Linked DNA regions of Mus musculus: all the other regions are linked to region 3. Evidence: chromatin contacts called from public promoter capture Hi-C data. All regions are on one chromosome and are shown on one strand. Each heading gives the region's core, a stretch centred on a gene start, on an enhancer-like site or on the middle of the called end of the contact. The rest is flanking DNA. Distances are from core to core; before and after follow the strand shown. Region 1 holds the start of Nkain4 (Na+/K+ transporting ATPase interacting 4). Region 2 holds the start of Bhlhe23 (basic helix-loop-helix family, member e23). Region 3 holds the start of Ntsr1 (neurotensin receptor 1).

The links. Promoter capture Hi-C pulls out the DNA fragments that hold promoters and counts their contacts.
Region 1: a contact with region 3 is called in a promoter capture Hi-C map of stem cell-derived epiblast-like cells, with 2.9 times the contacts expected there. The contact joins the promoter of Nkain4 here to the promoter of Ntsr1 in region 3. A contact is called at or near these places in 1 of 39 promoter capture datasets (stem cell-derived epiblast-like cells), 2 of 115 datasets of contacts at active chromatin or transcription factors (both in embryonic stem cells) and 2 of 9 other capture datasets (macrophages and pancreatic islet).
Region 2: a contact with region 3 is called in a promoter capture Hi-C map of stem cell-derived epiblast-like cells, with 5 times the contacts expected there. The contact joins the promoter of Bhlhe23 here to the promoter of Ntsr1 in region 3. A contact is called at or near these places in 21 of 39 promoter capture datasets (the 3T3-L1 cell line, 3T3-L1-derived adipocytes, the C10 cell line and 11 more), 2 of 15 datasets of contacts at CTCF or cohesin (large pre-B cells and pro-B cells), 10 of 484 Hi-C or Micro-C datasets (B cells, the CH12 cell line, LSK cells and 4 more), 5 of 115 datasets of contacts at active chromatin or transcription factors (embryonic basal ganglia, embryonic hindbrain, embryonic stem cells and 1 more) and 3 of 9 other capture datasets (embryonic stem cells, liver and macrophages).

What each region holds. Positions count from the first base shown.
Region 1 is chr2:180,952,959-180,956,316 of GRCm38.p6, forward strand. It overlaps Nkain4 (Na+/K+ transporting ATPase interacting 4), which reads right to left and starts at 1,741. Exons shown (of 7, transcript NM_021426.4): 1 at 1,613-1,741. The coding sequence starts at 1,666.
Region 2 is chr2:180,775,152-180,778,206 of GRCm38.p6, forward strand. Bhlhe23 (basic helix-loop-helix family, member e23) reads right to left here and starts at 1,749. Exons shown (of 1, transcript NM_080641.5): 1 at 1-1,749. The coding sequence starts at 1,592. The coding sequence ends at 921.
Region 3 is chr2:180,498,605-180,501,873 of GRCm38.p6, forward strand. Ntsr1 (neurotensin receptor 1) reads left to right here and starts at 1,372. Exons shown (of 4, transcript NM_018766.2): 1 at 1,372-2,527. The coding sequence starts at 1,814.

The sequences.
Region 1 (3,358 bases), core at 491-2,990, 450 kb after region 3:
CACTCCCAGCTTCCTCTGCTCCCCCCTTGAAAGCAGAGACTAGAGCAGTGGGTGGTATTGGGCCTGTTCTGCCCAGAGGCTGAGGAGGGTGGCCCGCCCCCAACTGCCAGCCAGTACAAGACAAAAGACCCTTGACAGTTCCCTGGGGCGGTTCAGCTGTGGCCCGGCTGGACAAAGCAAGGGTACAGGGCTCGGTACAGCTCTGCAAAGTCCTTGGGGCTTGTCTTGGCGGAGACTTGGGCTTTTGAGAAGCTCTGTCCAGGGAAGCTCTATAAACCCAGACAACAAAATGACCCCTCTCCTCTTACTTGAAGCCAGAAGTCAAATGGAAGCAACAGGCCCTGGCCTCACCCTCTTTCACCCCAAGGCCACATCTCTGAACTAGAGGTGGCAGAAGCACCTTCTCTCAGCCACACATCAGAGAACATTGTCACCAAATCCAGGGCAAGGAAACCGGTCTCCCCCTCCCACAAAGCGACTCTGTTTCTTGACTCCCACTTTGAGCAGGCTCTAAACCCGAGTCAGCGCACTTATTCCTGTCCTTTACCTGCAGGTCATCCTGCAGGACTTCTCTCCATCTTCCCTTTGAGGGACCCCTTCACAGAAAGACAACGCTCAACACTGCTCCAAGGCTGGAGGCAGCAAATCGGACTTGCCCTGTAGAAACCTGCAAACCAGTAAAAACTTGGACCATGGACCTCCCTGTAATCCCACATTATGCCTGGCAGTCCCTGGAGGTACAAAACACTCCCTGTGTTGCTGGGAGGACAAAACACCAAATGCCTTAAAGTGTCTTTAAAATAACTTCTTCCTCAGGGACCTCCGGCTACCCAGTCTAGCAGGGTTCAGGCCCACACCCAGCCCAGAAACAACAAAGCTACATTTCCTTTTTAAGACCAGATACTTAGGACTCATTAGCATTTAGCAAAGGAGTTTCCCCAGCGACCTTTGTTTTAGCCTCTTCAACCCCAGAACCCTTATTCCAGGCTCCAAGCTCAGGGAGAGCTGCAAAGTTGTTCAGTGTCATTCAAGTTCTCTGACAAGGCTTTTCTGCTAGTGGACCTGGGCTCAACCCTAAGCATCTGGGCCTGAGAGCCCTATCCCTCTACAGGTCCAGGAAGATTGGGAGACTCCAAGGTAGTCTGTGCCTGCGCACAAGCTGGGCACGTCAAGTGATCACACTCTCCAGCACACCTGATTCTAATGTCCACACTCAGACACCGAACTTTGCTGTAGGCTCAGTCCCTTGTGCCGCCGGTAGTAAGACACCCGTGCTTGCTTCTCCCGGCCACAGGCGCCTTGGGGCGCCTGGGCATCAAGAGCAACATTCTCCCCCTGATTAGGCACTCTGGACCAGACTCCCGAAGCAGCCCTCCCGAAGGCTTTTGTTCCTAGCTGTCGGGGGTTGGGGGGGGGTTGGGGGGGCAGGCGCTCCTCAGCACCTGTCCCCGCCAGCAGGGACGCTACTCCCCAAGCAAACAGCGCACCGTGACAGCTCCCCTTGCACGCCACAAATCGGCTGCAGCAACCACAGCCAAGTGCAAGCCGTCATCCCAGGAACCACCCGAGGCTGGTGCGGGTCCGGAAAGCCACGCAGGACACCCGGACTCACCAGCTGCAGAGCGCAGAGCGCAAGAAGCGTGCAGCGGCCGGAGCAAAAGCCCATGGTATTCACTTCGCCCGTGGGAGCCTTTGCTGCCAGAGTGGGCTGGAATCCTCCGCGTATGAAACCTTCTGTCCAGCCTCCCCACCCCCAACCCCCATTCCTCCGCCCCGCATTGCCCTGAAAACACCGCCTCCTTCCAGCTTGCAGATCCCGCCCCAACGGGATCTTGCCTCGGGTAAACCTAGCAGACCCCAGCCCCGTCTGCCCCTCCTCTTAGATCCTGCCCCTGCCCACAGGCTCTTTAGACTCCGCCCACCCCCATCTCTCCTGCTCTGGATAACAGCTGCGCTGCGTCTGTCTCCACGCTTAGATACCCCTAGTCCTTGCAGCCCTTAGGGGCTTCAAACGGTCCGGAGAGGAGGCGCGGGACCCTTCTTAAAGCGGCGATGACAGGACTCTCTGGCAGTATAGAGCAGCGCAGGGCTGAATAGTGGCCACAGGACAGACTTGATCTGTCAATGAGTCTGTCCCAGAATGCTCATAAAAGAATAATTAGCAACTGTGTCTACCCCAGATAGCTCTCGGCCTGGCTTCTGTCCCTGATCCGAACCCTCTGGTGGGACATACACTTCTGCTCTGTTGAGTTCAAACTTCTTTCTTGTGAAGGTTCAGAGGTACCCCATGAAAAGAGGTGTTTTCAGTGTGAAAGTCTTTAAGACGCCTCATCTTCTAGAAGCCCCGACCTGGTCCGGAGCTCTTTGTGTGTATTGAGAGCAAGGACTCAGGAGCAGGAGGAATGATGGGCTCACCAGTAAGTACTTCTCTTGTCCAGAAGGTGTGGGTCCAGGTCTACTTAGGAACATCACTAGGCACTCTAATAGTACACAGAACACCCTGCTTCCCGGAGGCTTGAACATGGGATTTAGCTAGGTTGTAGAGGAGCCTCATATCCAGGCAGGAATGGATAGCATGGTCAGAGGGAAGCATTGGGCTGTAGTGCAGGTCCTAGTGAATAACGATAAAAGGCCTGTCCCTGGGGCAGGAATCTTGTGCTAGCAGCAGAAGGAGGTAGACAGGAGAACCAGTTCACACAAGGTGGTTTGGCCACAGGCTTCTGGGGGAAACTGAGTCTAGGTAGCTTTGCCCTTGATTTGAGCAGCTCAGGGACAGAGAAGCAAAGCCAGCGTCACCCAGTTTCATGGGGATGCTCAGAGTATCTATAGATAGCCTTCCTCTGTGTGACAACCATTGTGCACTGAGAACTCCTCCACCACTGGCTTCTCATGGAGAAGTGATCTGTGACTTCCTGTGGTTACTTAATTCCTGAATCACTCGTACTATTTTATGAATTACCAAATTTCCCTTATCTCATCTTGGTGGACAGTCACAAGCAGCATTGGCAGGGTCCAATTGTACCAGCCCATTTAATAGCAAGCAAGTCAAGGCCTTCAGCCTTGGGGAGGAAGCCAGCCAAGATCCTTAATCCGAGCTGGTGGAGGTGCATGTCTCAGGCCCCCAGTAAATAAAGCTCAGAGAGGAGAAGTGGGGGGGGGGCGGGGAGGGTCCGGCTGATGAGAAGGGAGAGATTGACAAGAGGGTGGAGCTCCCAATCACTCCCTGCCCACTCAGAGCAGCCTTGGTGGGAAATGAGGCCCAGGAAGGGGCTTCTAACTAAGGATAGAGACTAAACAGATGTTCCCTGAATGGGGCAGGGGTAGAACCACATGTGGTGTTTAGAAGTCCTAACCATCA
Region 2 (3,055 bases), core at 499-2,998, 280 kb after region 3:
ACGCGCGGGCTAAGGCTCAGACTAGGTACAGTGGCAGGATTCTGGGCTGTGGTCCGATTTGGGGAGCGACCAGTTCCCATTCAGTCCAACACCTCACCGGGTACTCACCGGTAGCCCGGCTTCCTCCAGAAGTTCCCGAACTGGCGCAGAGGGGACTTGGTTGGTCCTGGAGCTAGACTAGACTCTTCGGCTGACCCTCCAGGGTCAAGTAGCCCTGAGCAGGTTGTGAGGGCTCCACCAGTCCCCTTGGGACAAGTAGAAAGAAGTGAAACCCAGCTCAGCCCACAGGAGGCCGGCGGTGGCGCTCCAGGCTTATTTAGAGATGTTTCCACAGACTTTTGAGGCTGGCTTGAATTTCCTGAGCCTCTGGGCAGGCAAGAATGTTAACAGAACAAGCTCAGACTTGGAAAACGTTGTAAAGCTCACCTCCTGGGATCTTCCTGCGTCTGCCTCCACGACCTCTCCAAAGGACCTCGGCGTAATTTTGCTTTTAGGCCGGGTCTGGAGTCTTGGAGCCAACAGAGGCCCGAGGTGAGGGGCCGCACCCGTCCTGAGGAACAGGTCTAGTTGAAGCAAGCAAGGCCCTGCAAGTTGGCTTAGAAGGGGCTGGGTTCCCCATCCAACGCTAGGATGTGGTCAAGCGCGATGCTCTGTGCCTGCGCTCCTGAGCCTTGGGCAGTCACCTGTCAGATGTGGGACCATTCACTAACTGCTCACTCCCGTAGCCTTTTAGCTGAGATAGTTCAGTGGATGCGGCAGGGTCTAGAGTCCAGCGCCAACTCTCTGGCTTTCTCAGACGGACTTCTCATTCTGCACCCAACAGTTCTGTAAGCGGAGTACTGGGCTTTCTCATAGAGTCCCGCCAGCGAGGACAGGGAACAGTCTAAATAGAAAGGCGGCTGCAGAGGGGATCGGAGCCCTCAGGGCTTCTCGCCGCAGTGTTTGCAAAGCGCCGAGGGCGATCCTGAGAAGGTGGCACACTTGTCTGGGCAGGGCCCGAGCGCGGTGCCCGCCGAGAACGGGTAAATCGCTGCCTGGCCAAAGGGCGTTAGAGGCGCGGCGGCCACCGGCGCCGCGAGGCCCTGGCCTTGGTTGAGGTATGCTACCAAGCGCCGCATCTCCTCCAGGGCCTGCGCCTGCATGAGGATGTAGTTTTTGGCCAGCAGAAGTGTGGCTATCTTGGAGAGCTTGCGCACCGACGGGCTGTGCGCGTAGGGGATGACTGCGCGCAGTCCGTCCAGCGCGTCGTTCAGGTCATGCATGCGTCGCCGTTCGCGCGCGTTGATGCTGAGCCTCAGCGAGCGCTGCTCCCGGGGCCGCCGCCGTGCGTCAACCGCAACCCCGGACCCTCGCCGCCGCCGCCGCCTCTCGAAGGCTTCGTCCTCGTCGCCGCTCTGCTCGCCGCTGCTCTCCACCGTCGCGGCGGGGACACGAGAAGCGGGAGCCGCCGGGAGGTCGCCACCCGGACCCGATGCACCGAAGCCGCGTGTGGTCTCCGGTCCGCGCGCTGCAGCGTAGGCGTGGCCGGTCGCCGTGTAGCTGTGGCTCAGCGCCAGGTACGAGTCCCCCGACAGCGACTTGAGCTCGGCCATGACCTCTGGAGCCCGCTACGGCAGTATGGCTTCTTGCCCTGCGGGCGCGTCCACCTGTCCAGCTGTCTGTCAGTCCCCGGGCCTGCGCGTGGCCTCTCCGGCCGGCCACCCTTCCTGCGCCTTCTCACCAAGGCGCGTGGCCGGCCGGGGCCGCTCTACCTCCCACTCGTATTGGCTTCGTTTTTAAGCTGCTGAGGCTCCCGATGGGACTTCACGCCGTCCAATCAGAGGGGACCTGCTGCCGGCATCTTCCCAGCCCCGCTCCACCCTCTATGCGGACCCACGGGCCTGAAGATGGGAGCCGCGGAACCTGAGGGCGCTTTGCCTGCTTCTTGGCCCCTCAACTGCCATTTCTTGTTTCCTACGGGGTCACTTTCCCAAAGCTCCAGTCTTGCCTTGTTCTGAGACCCCATCCGCAGGAGCTGCGCGCTGAGCGGGAGCTCCCAGCTGGGTTCTCCTCCAGGTCTCCGTATCCTTGCGAGTTGAACCAAATCAAATCATCTTCCTGTAGGCGGCAGGTCGTCGGTCCCTTCTGTCTGTCGCCTCAACACAAAGTTCTCCTGACAGGTGTATTCCAGTGTGGCTCCCGCGTTTGGGATGAAACCTTTTGCTTAGGACAGACAGACGTTTCCCTCGACTTCTGAGGTGAAGGATTCCCAGTCTTGTCCTGGGGGGAAGAGTATGATGGATTTTCTGTTTTGGCTGGGGAGTGAGGGCTGAGCAGAGGTCGCTGTAGAAGTGTCCAGGTTCCTTCTTGTAAGTGAGGAACTGGGGTTGACTTCACCTGCCCAGGCTTCAGTCTCAGCCCAGACCCCTCCCCACACAACAGATAATCTAGAGCCTGGTGCTTCCTGTGCTCCGGCTGGTCCTGAGTGTCTGGTTCCTATGTTGTTACACACTCAGGAGCAGGGGCTGTGCTAGGGGCTGGCTCATCTTTCCTAGTATGGGAGCCACGAAGCCAAAGTCTCTGCCTTATTGGAGACTCAAACTCTCTGAGGTTAGGAAAGGCAGAGCAGGTTGAGTTTCTGGTACCACCTAGTGCTGAAGGCTCCCTTTCTACCTAAAGAACATGAGGAGCTGCAGGCTGCAGGCTGGCCCTTCATATTTGTCAACTAAAGCCCCAAACATGAAGGCTGCTGAGGGGCTTGGTGCTTTTTGAGAAGTCCTCCAAGGTATGAACTTGTTAGGGCTCTGTGGTTTCAGCAAGAGGTCGATTCTCTTCAATATGGTAAGAGATGGGGTCTCCCTGGCTTCCAACTCTGTTCTGAGTTTCACCAGAAAAAGAAATTATTCAGTTGTTGGGCACTCTCTAAGAGCGCATAGATGCTAGAGGCACACTTGTGAAGTGAGTGTCGGTGAGAGCCATGTGTTTTCTGGAAGGTTCCAGGAACTCTATGTCATCACCAGTATGCAAGAACACAGATACAAACACATATGTGCTTAAGGAACATCAGACTTTGCTC
Region 3 (3,269 bases), core at 122-2,621:
TTCAAGTTCCCTTCCACAATGGAAGAAGCTGAGGCTTGCCCAAATATTAGAAGCCTGGTCAACCCCTACACCCTCAGCCTGCTGTACTGGCTTCTCTTAAGGGGACACAGTAGTTTCCTTTGGAAACCAAGTGTTTAAGCACTGCTTTTCATGTGTTAACATTCTGTGGAGGGCACCAGCTTTTGTGTGAGTAGGCACTGAAGCCTGAGGGTCGCTGGCTGCGCAGGGATCCCTGGTCTGGGTCAAAGCCTCACCCACTTCTCTCATTACCCTTTCTCTCCCCCACTCAGGACCCCTAGTTCCAGCGCAGCAGGTACAGCCAGCCAGGTCCATGCAGGGACGGCAATCCCTGAGCCTTCCTTCCCTCCTGCCCTGGGACTCTCCAGGATCCAGGGAGGAGTTTTCTGGAGGAAGAGGGCAGGAGAAAGGCTGAGAGAGCCAAGTGGGGAAATAGAGGCAAGGGCCCTGGGGCAAGCAAGATGGCAGCAAGCCTGGAAGCTCTGGCCAGGGCCCCTGCCAAAGAGGACAAGATGAAAAGACCTTTGTTCCCCGGGTCCCTGACTGGGGCAGGGTCCCCTGAGAAAAGCTGTGCTGGGCTGAGTGCACAGGCTTCAGGGTTTCCTGCAAGGACAGACGCAGCTCTGTGTCGCCCACAAACCTGCCCTTCCCCTCTGAAACGACAGGGCACCAGCTCTGAGAGTCACTGCTAGTGACCAAATCCAGGTGGCTACAGGAGGGCAGAAGGTCCCATCATACCCAAAGGCAGCTAAGACCGTGAGACTGCGTGGAGAGATGGGCTGCTCTAACTTCCTGCTCTATGCTTTCCTTCACCAGACCCTTCACAGGCTAGAGGGCCCCCCTGGGTGCTTCTGGCACCCCACAGGCACCCAGAAGGGAGGAGGTCGAGGCAGTTGTACAAAGGCCCTGACTTATCAGCAGGGTGCCGCCTCCTTCTCCGCCTTCCCCTCGAGTACACCCTCGTGTCACTAAGGGAGCTGAAGACGGCTACGGGGAGCTTTCTTTTTGGGGTGGGAGAAGTTGGGACCAACGATCGTGAAAGAAAGATCGTGCTGCCCAGGAGAGGTTGAAAGGAAAGATCCAATATCCCCTCATTCTCCCTCGCCTGGTAGGGAATTCTGCTTCCTGGGGTACTCATCCTAGCCCAGGTGGTCCCCGGGAGCGTGCAGGAGCAACCGTCAGCCAGTATCCGGGTGGGGAGGGGACAGTGGCTGTGGCGTCTCTGACTCTCCAACACCCACCCTCCTCCACTGCTGGGCGCGCCGCGCAGCCGCCAGCTCAGTGGAAGCGCGAGGAGCCCGGCAGGCTCCGGCGCAGCAGGAGGTGTGCGAAGTCGGGTGCGGGAAGAGCTCCAAGCAGAAGAGGGAGAACGAGGGTGAGCACGCTGGGCAGCCGTGCGTGCGCTCCTCTCTGCGCCACAGGCTCGCCCAACGAAGCACAAGCCAGCAGGGTCGCGGTCCTGAGGACATCGCTGCCACCCAGGAGTGCAGAGAACCAACCACAGAATCTGGAGGTCGGTAGCAGCCCCGATCTAGGCAGGCTCGGAGCCAGGGGGGGTGCCGAGGAAGAACCGGAAAGCAGATCCCAGACTCTGAAGGAGAAAGAAGAGTGGATCCCTGAGCCGGCACGTCTCGAGCCCCAGAGCTCCCAGGATCTCCTGGATAGCTGGCTTCGCCGCCGGACGGCACGCCCCCCTTAGCTTCCACACCCTCTCCTCTGAGCGCCTCCTCATCTGCCCCTGGAGGGACTTTCACCTTCAAAGGTGCAGGACAAAGCCGCATATCTGGCGCCCACCATGCACCTCAACAGCTCCGTGCAGCAGGGAGCCCCAAGTGAACCCGGTGCCCAGCCCTTCCCACATCCACAGTTCGGACTGGAGACGATGCTCCTGGCGCTCAGCTTGAGCAATGGTTCTGGCAATTCCTCAGAATCCATCCTGGAGCCCAACAGCAACCTGGACGTGAACACTGACATTTATTCCAAGGTGCTGGTGACCGCTGTATACCTGGCACTTTTTGTGGTGGGCACTGTGGGCAACTCGGTGACAGCCTTCACTCTAGCGCGGAAGAAGTCGCTGCAGAGCCTGCAGAGCACTGTGCATTACCACCTGGGTAGCCTGGCACTGTCTGACCTGCTCATCCTGCTGCTGGCCATGCCCGTGGAGCTGTACAACTTCATCTGGGTGCACCATCCCTGGGCCTTTGGGGATGCTGGCTGCCGTGGCTACTATTTCCTGCGAGATGCCTGCACCTATGCCACAGCCCTCAATGTAGCCAGCCTGAGTGTGGAGCGCTACTTGGCCATCTGCCATCCCTTCAAGGCCAAGACCCTCATGTCCCGCAGCCGCACCAAGAAATTCATCAGTGCCATATGGCTAGCCTCGGCGCTGCTGGCTGTACCCATGCTTTTCACCATGGGCCTGCAGAACCGCAGTGCCGATGGCCAGCACCCTGGTGGCCTGGTGTGCACACCCACGGTGGACACAGCCACCGTCAAGGTCGTCATCCAGGTAAGAACATCTAAAAGGGGACTCTCTGAGCTGTGGCACATTAGAGGGCACACCAGGGCAGCTGGTTTCCCGTCTGGCTGTTTCTTTCTATTGGAGCCACACAGAGACTTTTAGCAGTGTCACCTCAGAAGTCCCGGTGATTCAAGGCACCACCTGGGGAGAGACACAGCCGTGTTGCCTTGTGGAAAGAACTGTGCCTCAGAAGCACTTTATTCTTCTCCCTTGTCCCAAAGTAGGCCCCAGTGACATCATACTGAGCAACATATGGAGAGCGCTCAGCAAGGCTCCTCTTAGGAGGTTGGGAAGGGGCGGGGCATAGCCATCAACTCCTCCTCAACTTTTCACTCCCAGTTGCATGCCCCTCCCTGCTTCCTCCCCTCCTGTTGAAGGGGGCTTGAGCCCCAATCAGTGACTTCTGTTTACTGTAAGCCCGAGGATACTCTCAGGGAAGAAGGTTGCCATCAGCCATCAGGAATCCCTGACTTCCCAGGCTGAGTCCCCAAGGCCTTCTGGCTGCCTCTCCTGGACCCAAATCCAAGAGCTGGAGCTTTAATCTTGGAATTGTTCCCAGTTGAGTTACACTTTCCCTGTCTGTGAAGGGAGGTGATCAAAACATGGTCAGGAGGGCTCAGAGAGGGGTTTGCAGGCCCCCAGTCTGAAGCACTCCAGGCCCTTGCTGCTGTTAGTGCTGTTTCTGCAGAGCAATCTGAAGTGTCTTTGGTATGACGAGGTAAAGAAAAAA